Regions from separate parts of the Capra hircus genome. Here region 2 is linked to region 1. The links are chromatin contacts, called in public Hi-C maps. All regions are on one chromosome and are shown on one strand. The core of a region is the stretch at or near the end of the contact, and the rest is flanking DNA. Distances in the headings are between cores, read along the strand shown. Region 1 holds the start of RPS6KB2 (ribosomal protein S6 kinase beta-2). Region 2 holds the start of TMEM134 (transmembrane protein 134).

Region 1 (3,078 bases), core at 155-2,654:
AGCGACATGTGCAGAGTCTGGGCCAGGTTTTTGCCACTGGGACAACACTTCTCAAGCGTAGGTAGACAGGGGATGTGGGAGGGGGAAGGAGAGGTAGTTAAGGGCTACCTGTAGCATCTAAAAAGTGAAAGTGCTAGTCGCTCTGTAGTCCGCCAGGCCCCTCTGTCCATGGAATTCTCCAGGCAAGATTACTGGAGTGGGTTGCCATTTCCTTCTCCAGGAGATCTTCCCAACCCAGAGGATTGAACCTGGGTCTCCTGCTTCGCAGGCAGATTCTTTACTGTCTGAGCCACCAGGGAAGGAGAAACTGCTACACTGTCAGGCCTCTGGGTTCACAACTGGCAAGGGGCGTGCCAAGGGCACCCACACCAGGACCCAAACCGGAGGGTTTCCTGAAGATGGAATTACAGCAAGGGCCAACCCCAACCAGATAACCCTCCTCCAGGCTGGAGACTCTGAATTCTGTCCATTTGAGTTCATATCTAGCCCCCACGGTCCAACTGGAATGCACATCCAGACAGCTTCCAAACTGTTGGAAATCATCCAAGGTCTGGTCTGGCCCAATTCCCACCCCCAAAACCCCATCCAACAAGAATCCGTGCCCACATCTAAACTGACAGGCCGGGTTTGGCATGTTCATTATTGTAGTGTTGCCAAATACAAGTTCTTGTGCCTGATGCACAGGCCAAGCCTGTATTTATGGGTGGGTTGATGAGACTTGAAGAAATGAACCTTTTTGGGGAGGAACCTGTGGCTCAGACAGTAAAGAATCTGCCTGCAGTGTGGGAGACTCGGGTTCAAACCCTGGATCGGGAAGATCCCCTGGAGGAGGGCATGGCAACCCACTCCAGTATCTTTGCCTGGAGACTTCCATGCACAGAGGGCCCTGGTGGGCTACAGTCCCGTTGGCTTGCAAAGAGCTGGACAGAACTGAGCGACTAACACTTTCACTGGGAACAAAGCCCAGCAGTGAGTTGAACACGGAGCAGTAAACGCTCTGACTTTCAAGTCTTCCAGCCGAGAGGCACATTAGGGAAGCCGTGCTGCAGCCGCCGGCTCCCTTTCAGCGTCGAGCAGAGATACGGTACCTGCCTCTCGCCGCCACCCAGACAACCCGGCAGCGCAGGGCTCCAACGGGGCTGGGAACTGTGTTTACGTTCAAACCTGCATGCACTTCCGACTATGTCCCATCCATGCTCAAACTCGCCCCAGAACCAAAACAGTCGCCTTCCAGGAGGCTCTGGTCCGGTGCCGCCCCCGGGGAGCTGTGTTGGGAAGACTGAGCGGCCGGCCGAAGCCTGGGTCCGGCTGGATTCGGCACCTCAGCACTCTGGAACTACCATTCCCGAGATGCCTTACTCCCGCCGCCGACTCGAGGGCGGGGCAGTCTCTTGTCTTATAGGTGCGCGAAGCTGTCGCGGAGTGATGACGTAAGGCCCCGGGCTCCCGGACTGTCAGTCAGAGCGCAGCTGTATACTCGCCGGTGGGCCCGCTGGGCCGGCGCAGCCATGGCTGCGGTGTTTGACCTGGACCTGGAGACAGAGGAAGGCAGCGAAGGCGAGGGCGAGCCAGAGCTCAGCCCCGCGGTGAGTGGTCCGCCCGGGCGCCGCTTGATCCCGGCTCGATCTCGTCGTCCAGGCGGTGGGATCGCCCGGGCACCTCCTAGCAGTGAGGACTCGGGTCCCGCAGACGCTGGTTTGTCTCAGATCCCAGCCACTGTTAAGATCTGACCCTCCCCACACCCTGATCTATCCTGCACGCTCCCAGCCCTTCCCCTGCGTCTCCCTATCCTGCCCTCTCCTCTCCTCCCCAGTCCTGGTCCATCGCCTACCAGCTCCCATTCCTGACCCTCTCTTCTGGGCTAAGCAGTCCAGCTTTGGGGAGAGGGAGCCTGGCACCTCCCTTGGCTCTTACCCCTCGGTTTCTCGCAGGACGCGTGTCCCCTCGCGGAGTTGAGGGCGGCTGGCCTGGAGTGAGTGAGGGTCGTGTTGTGGGAGGGAGGAGGGAATGGGCTGGGGAAGGGGACCTGCGGAGCGCAGGAGCACATTGCCCCCGTTAACCTCCTGTGCCTGCAGGCCTGTGGGACACTATGAGGAGGTGGAGCTGACTGAGAGCAGTGTGAACCCGGGCCCCGAGCGCATCGGTCCCCACTGCTTTGAGCTGCTGCGTGTGCTGGGCAAGGGGAACTATGGCAAGGTACTGGCTCTCCTCCTTCCTGACTGGCCTCATAGCCTAAGTTTTGCTGCATCAAAGTGTTTCAGAACTAATTAGACTTGTAGGGACTACCCTGGTGGTCCAGGGGTTAAGACCCTGCATTTCCAGTACAGGGGTGCAGGTTCAATCCCTAGCCGGGGAACTAAGATCCCACCTGTGGAGCTGCCAAAAAATTTTAAAAATAAAATAAAATTAGACTTGTAAACCAGCAGAGCCTCTGATTGAACTCAGAGGGAAGGAAGGAAAAGCAAATCCTCTCAGAATTAGACTTGAAATCTTTACTGCCCCACCCCTGGGTAGGCCTAGGCTTCTTGGTCCCAGTACCAGAGCTTCAGGGTGGAGCTTTTTGAAGATAGGTATGGAGAGGGAGGTTGATCCTGTCTCCCCTGCCCTACAGGTGTTCCAGGTGCGAAAGGTACAGGGCAGCAATCTGGGCAAAATATATGCCATGAAAGTCCTGAGGAAGGTGAGTCATTCATTTTGCCAACAGCTCATCACCGAGTGACTGCCATTGCCAGCGCGCTGTGCCGGGCTTCTCGGGGACAGGAGTGAATGTGCGAGAGGAGATGGTCACTGTCCTGAACATTTGCTTGTTTATCGTCAATTTCGATTATCTGGTTTTGCTGCACCTCTCAGCTGTGGGCCCTGTTGCCTCCCAGGGATCATTCAGCAGTGTCTCTGTACGTTTTTGAGTCATGACGAGAGGGGGGAATGCTACTGGTACCCAGTGGGTTGAGGCCAGGGATTCTGCTAAAGATCCTGCAGTGCAAAGATAGCCCCCCACCACAAAGAACCGTCTGCCCCAAACATCATGAGAGTGGAGGTTGAGAAACACCATGTTGTTCAGTCGCTAAGTCGTGTCTG
Region 2 (3,098 bases), core at 519-3,018, 3.6 Mb before region 1:
GACTGAGCACGCTGATGTGGGGGTCCCACGGAAGGCAGGAGGAAAAACAGGAGCGAAGGAAGGAAAATAACTCAAGACGAGTTCAATACTTCGTAACGCAAGATGGGCCTTGTTCATAGTGATGGTGTGTCACAAACCGTGCAGGATTGACTCAGCTCTGTACGCGGAGTCACAGGATGAACGAGGGTGGGTGGATGGAGGAGCATGAGCCCCCCTAGCCTGCATTCGAGTCCCACTCCTACTACTCGCAAGCATGTGGGAACTGGGGGTGAAGCTCTCGTTCATGTTGTCTACAAATATTTATTGAGGATCTGTTCAGTGCCAAACACTGTTCTGGGCACAGTGGACACAGTGTTGAATAAGACAGTGTAAAACAACATAATTTCAGGTAAATGCTGTGTGATATGAAACTGGCTTTAGATTGCATAGTTGGCCACGGCTTCTCTGAGAAGCGACATTAGAGCAGAGACACACATGATGAAAAAAATCCCCCCACCCCCACCCCGGTGAAAGAGCAAGGTTAAGTGCTTTCCTGGCATAGAAAAAAGTATGTGCAAAGGCCCTGAGGTGGAAGGAGCTTGGCCTGTGTGGCTGAATGAGGTGAAAGAGGGGCAGAGGGGGACTTGATGAGATTGGGAGAGATAGGCAGCAACCGTTCAGAGCTCTGTGTGGGCTTTAGTCAAGAGTTCAGGTATTATTCTAATCACAGTGGAAAACCAAGGGATGGTTTTATGCAGAGGAGTGACTTGACAGCATATTTAAAAAACAAAAAAGTTTTATTGAAGACTAACACAGAAAAGGACCAGATATGTTTTAAAAGACCACTTTGCCTGCTGCGTGGAAGCCAGTGCAAGCCACATAAGCTCTGTTTTCCCACATCGGCACCTAGACAGCATATTAAAAAGCAGAGACATTATTTTGCCGACAAAACTCCATCTAGTCAAAGCTATGGTTTTTCCTGTAGTCATGTATGGATGTGAGAGTTGGACTATAAAGCAAGCTGAGTGCTGAAGAATTGATGCTTTTGAACTGTGGTGCTGGAGAAGACTCTTGAGAGAGTCCCTTGGACTGCAAGGAGGTCCAACCAGTCCATCCTAAAGGAAATCAGCCCTGAATATTCATTGGAAGGACTGATGCTGAAGTTGAAACTCCAATCCTTTGGCCACCTGATGCGAAGAACTGATTCATTTGAAAAGACCCTGATGCTGGGAGAGATTGACGGCAGGAGGAGAAGGGGACGACAGAGGATGAAATGGTTGGATGGCATCAGCGACACGATGGACATGAGTTTTAGTAAGATCCGGGAGTTGGTGATGGACAGGGAGGCCTGGCGTGCGGCAGTCTATGCGATCACAGAGTCGGACACGACTGAGCGACTGGACTGAACTGAACCGCACGGTGGTGACAATCCCTCTCCCGAGCAGGACCGTGGTGAGTAAGGGTGGGAAAACAGTCCTCAGGAGCCTCCTCGGCACTCAAGGAGAGGGCTGGAATGCAGATGGCTCTATCTCAGGCCTGGAAGGCTGGCGCGTGGCAGCCCCTCCAAAGACCCTTGTATACACCCAGGGATTGCTTCCGAGAGTGGTGTCTGGGGCGGCCGCTAGGCGGCGCGGCGAGCCCAGCTCGTTCCGGACGAGGGCCCAGTCCATCGGTCTGCTCGGCGCTCGGCAGCTCTGGCCTGCTGAAGGCGGACGGGGGCGGGGCCGTGATGTGAGGGCGGGGCCTCGGCCAGGGCCCCGGACCGTCGAGCAACCTAGACGACGGCACGGGGGCGGGGCCTGCGCGCGGGGGCGTGGCCTGCGGGCGCAGAAGGCGACCGCGCGGCGCGCCTGAGCGGGCCGGGGCCATGAGTGCCTCCCGGCCCCAGTTCAGCATCGATGATGCCTTCGAGCTGTCCCTGGAGGACGCGGGCCCTGGGCTCGAGCCCAGCGGGGTCGCCCGCTTCGGGCCGCTGCACTTCGAGCGCCGGGCCCGGTTCGAGGTGGCCGACGAGGACAAGCAGTCCCGGCTGCGCTACCAGGTGAATCGCCCGGCCCACCTCACCCAGCCCTCGCCTGAGTCTGGGCGGACCCCAGGCCGGACCCCGGAGAACCCCAACTCGAGAATCTGCCTAGAGGCCTCGGCCAGAGCGGGAGACCGCCCCCGGGAGGTGGCCGCTGGTCCAAATTCCTGCCCAGACCCTCTCCGCTCTGATTTCAGCCCCCAGCCACTATTGGAGAGCTCACACCTAGGAGCTCGCCCCACCCCAGCTGGAGACCCCAACCTTGAGTCCCCATTCATCCTGGCTACTGACCCTCCCTCTCCTTACCCCATAGGGATGGGGAACTCTTCTGTACTTGAACCAAACTTTGTCCGTACTCAGAAGCAGCCCCGAGAGCCCCAGGCCAGATAATCCAACGGGAACCAGCACCCCCTGTTCTGTTCTGGAAGTCCCCACCCCATCCTTTCCTCCAGAGCTGAAGGCCCTGACTCACACGATGAGTGAGTCCTTGCCTGTGCCATGGCTCCCACTAAACTGGAAATCCCCCTTTTTCCAGAGGACCTCCACCATCTCTAGACTCCTTGTCTTGGGAACCTGAACAAGATTCCTGTTCCCCAAACCTAGAAAGGATTGGCCTGCCCTTCCCTGGCCTCCCAAATCCAGGGCCTCCATACTGGGCCCCCGAAATACCATCCTGACACCTCCACCCTGACCCCCAAAGCTTGGGAGATCTCCTGGCCCCTGCTGGCTCCTCCTGCCAAAGCCCCCAGCACATACTCCTACCTGGGTTTCAGTTTCTGTGAATCACCAAACCCGTTCGGCGGGGAGGGCGGAGGGAGCAGCTGTCAAGCAGCCAGGCAAACAGCTGTGTGGGCTCCCTTTCTTCCTCTCCACCAGAGGGGAGTGAGGAAGGGCCTGAGCCCAGTAACCCCTCTGAGCCCTGTGTTCTGGAATAGAATCTGGAGAACGATGAGGATGGAGCCCAGGCCTCTCCGGAGCCAGATGGGGGAGTCAGCACCAGGTCAGGGCCAGGTGGGGACCCACCCCATACTCCTAGCCCCATGCTTCTGGCTCCCGTCCCCAGGCCCTGCTCAGTCGTGCACCTCACCTCGCTCAG

Evidence for each region. Hi-C and Micro-C count contacts between places; a contact is called where the count stands out from the background.
Region 2: a Hi-C map of blood shows a contact between it and region 1, with 4 times the contacts expected there. The contact joins the promoter of TMEM134 here to the promoter of RPS6KB2 in region 1. A contact is called at or near these places in 2 of 5 Hi-C or Micro-C datasets (blood and liver).

The regions. Positions count from the first base shown.
Region 1 is chr29:42,765,658-42,768,735 of ARS1.2, reverse strand. It overlaps RPS6KB2 (ribosomal protein S6 kinase beta-2), which reads left to right and starts at 1,404. Exons shown (of 15, transcript XM_018042912.1): 1 at 1,404-1,586; 2 at 1,932-1,972; 3 at 2,076-2,196; 4 at 2,612-2,680. The coding sequence starts at 1,509. The region is part of intron 3 of MACROD1 (O-acetyl-ADP-ribose deacetylase MACROD1); the gene reads left to right. All of the region lies in intron 1 of FLRT1 (leucine-rich repeat transmembrane protein FLRT1), which reads right to left. It overlaps CARNS1 (carnosine synthase 1), which reads left to right. Exons shown (of 9, transcript XM_018042906.1): 9 at 1-7.
Region 2 is chr29:46,406,451-46,409,548 of ARS1.2, reverse strand. TMEM134 (transmembrane protein 134) reads left to right here and starts at 1,768. Exons shown (of 7, transcript XM_018043517.1): 1 at 1,768-2,020; 2 at 2,938-3,002. The coding sequence starts at 1,847.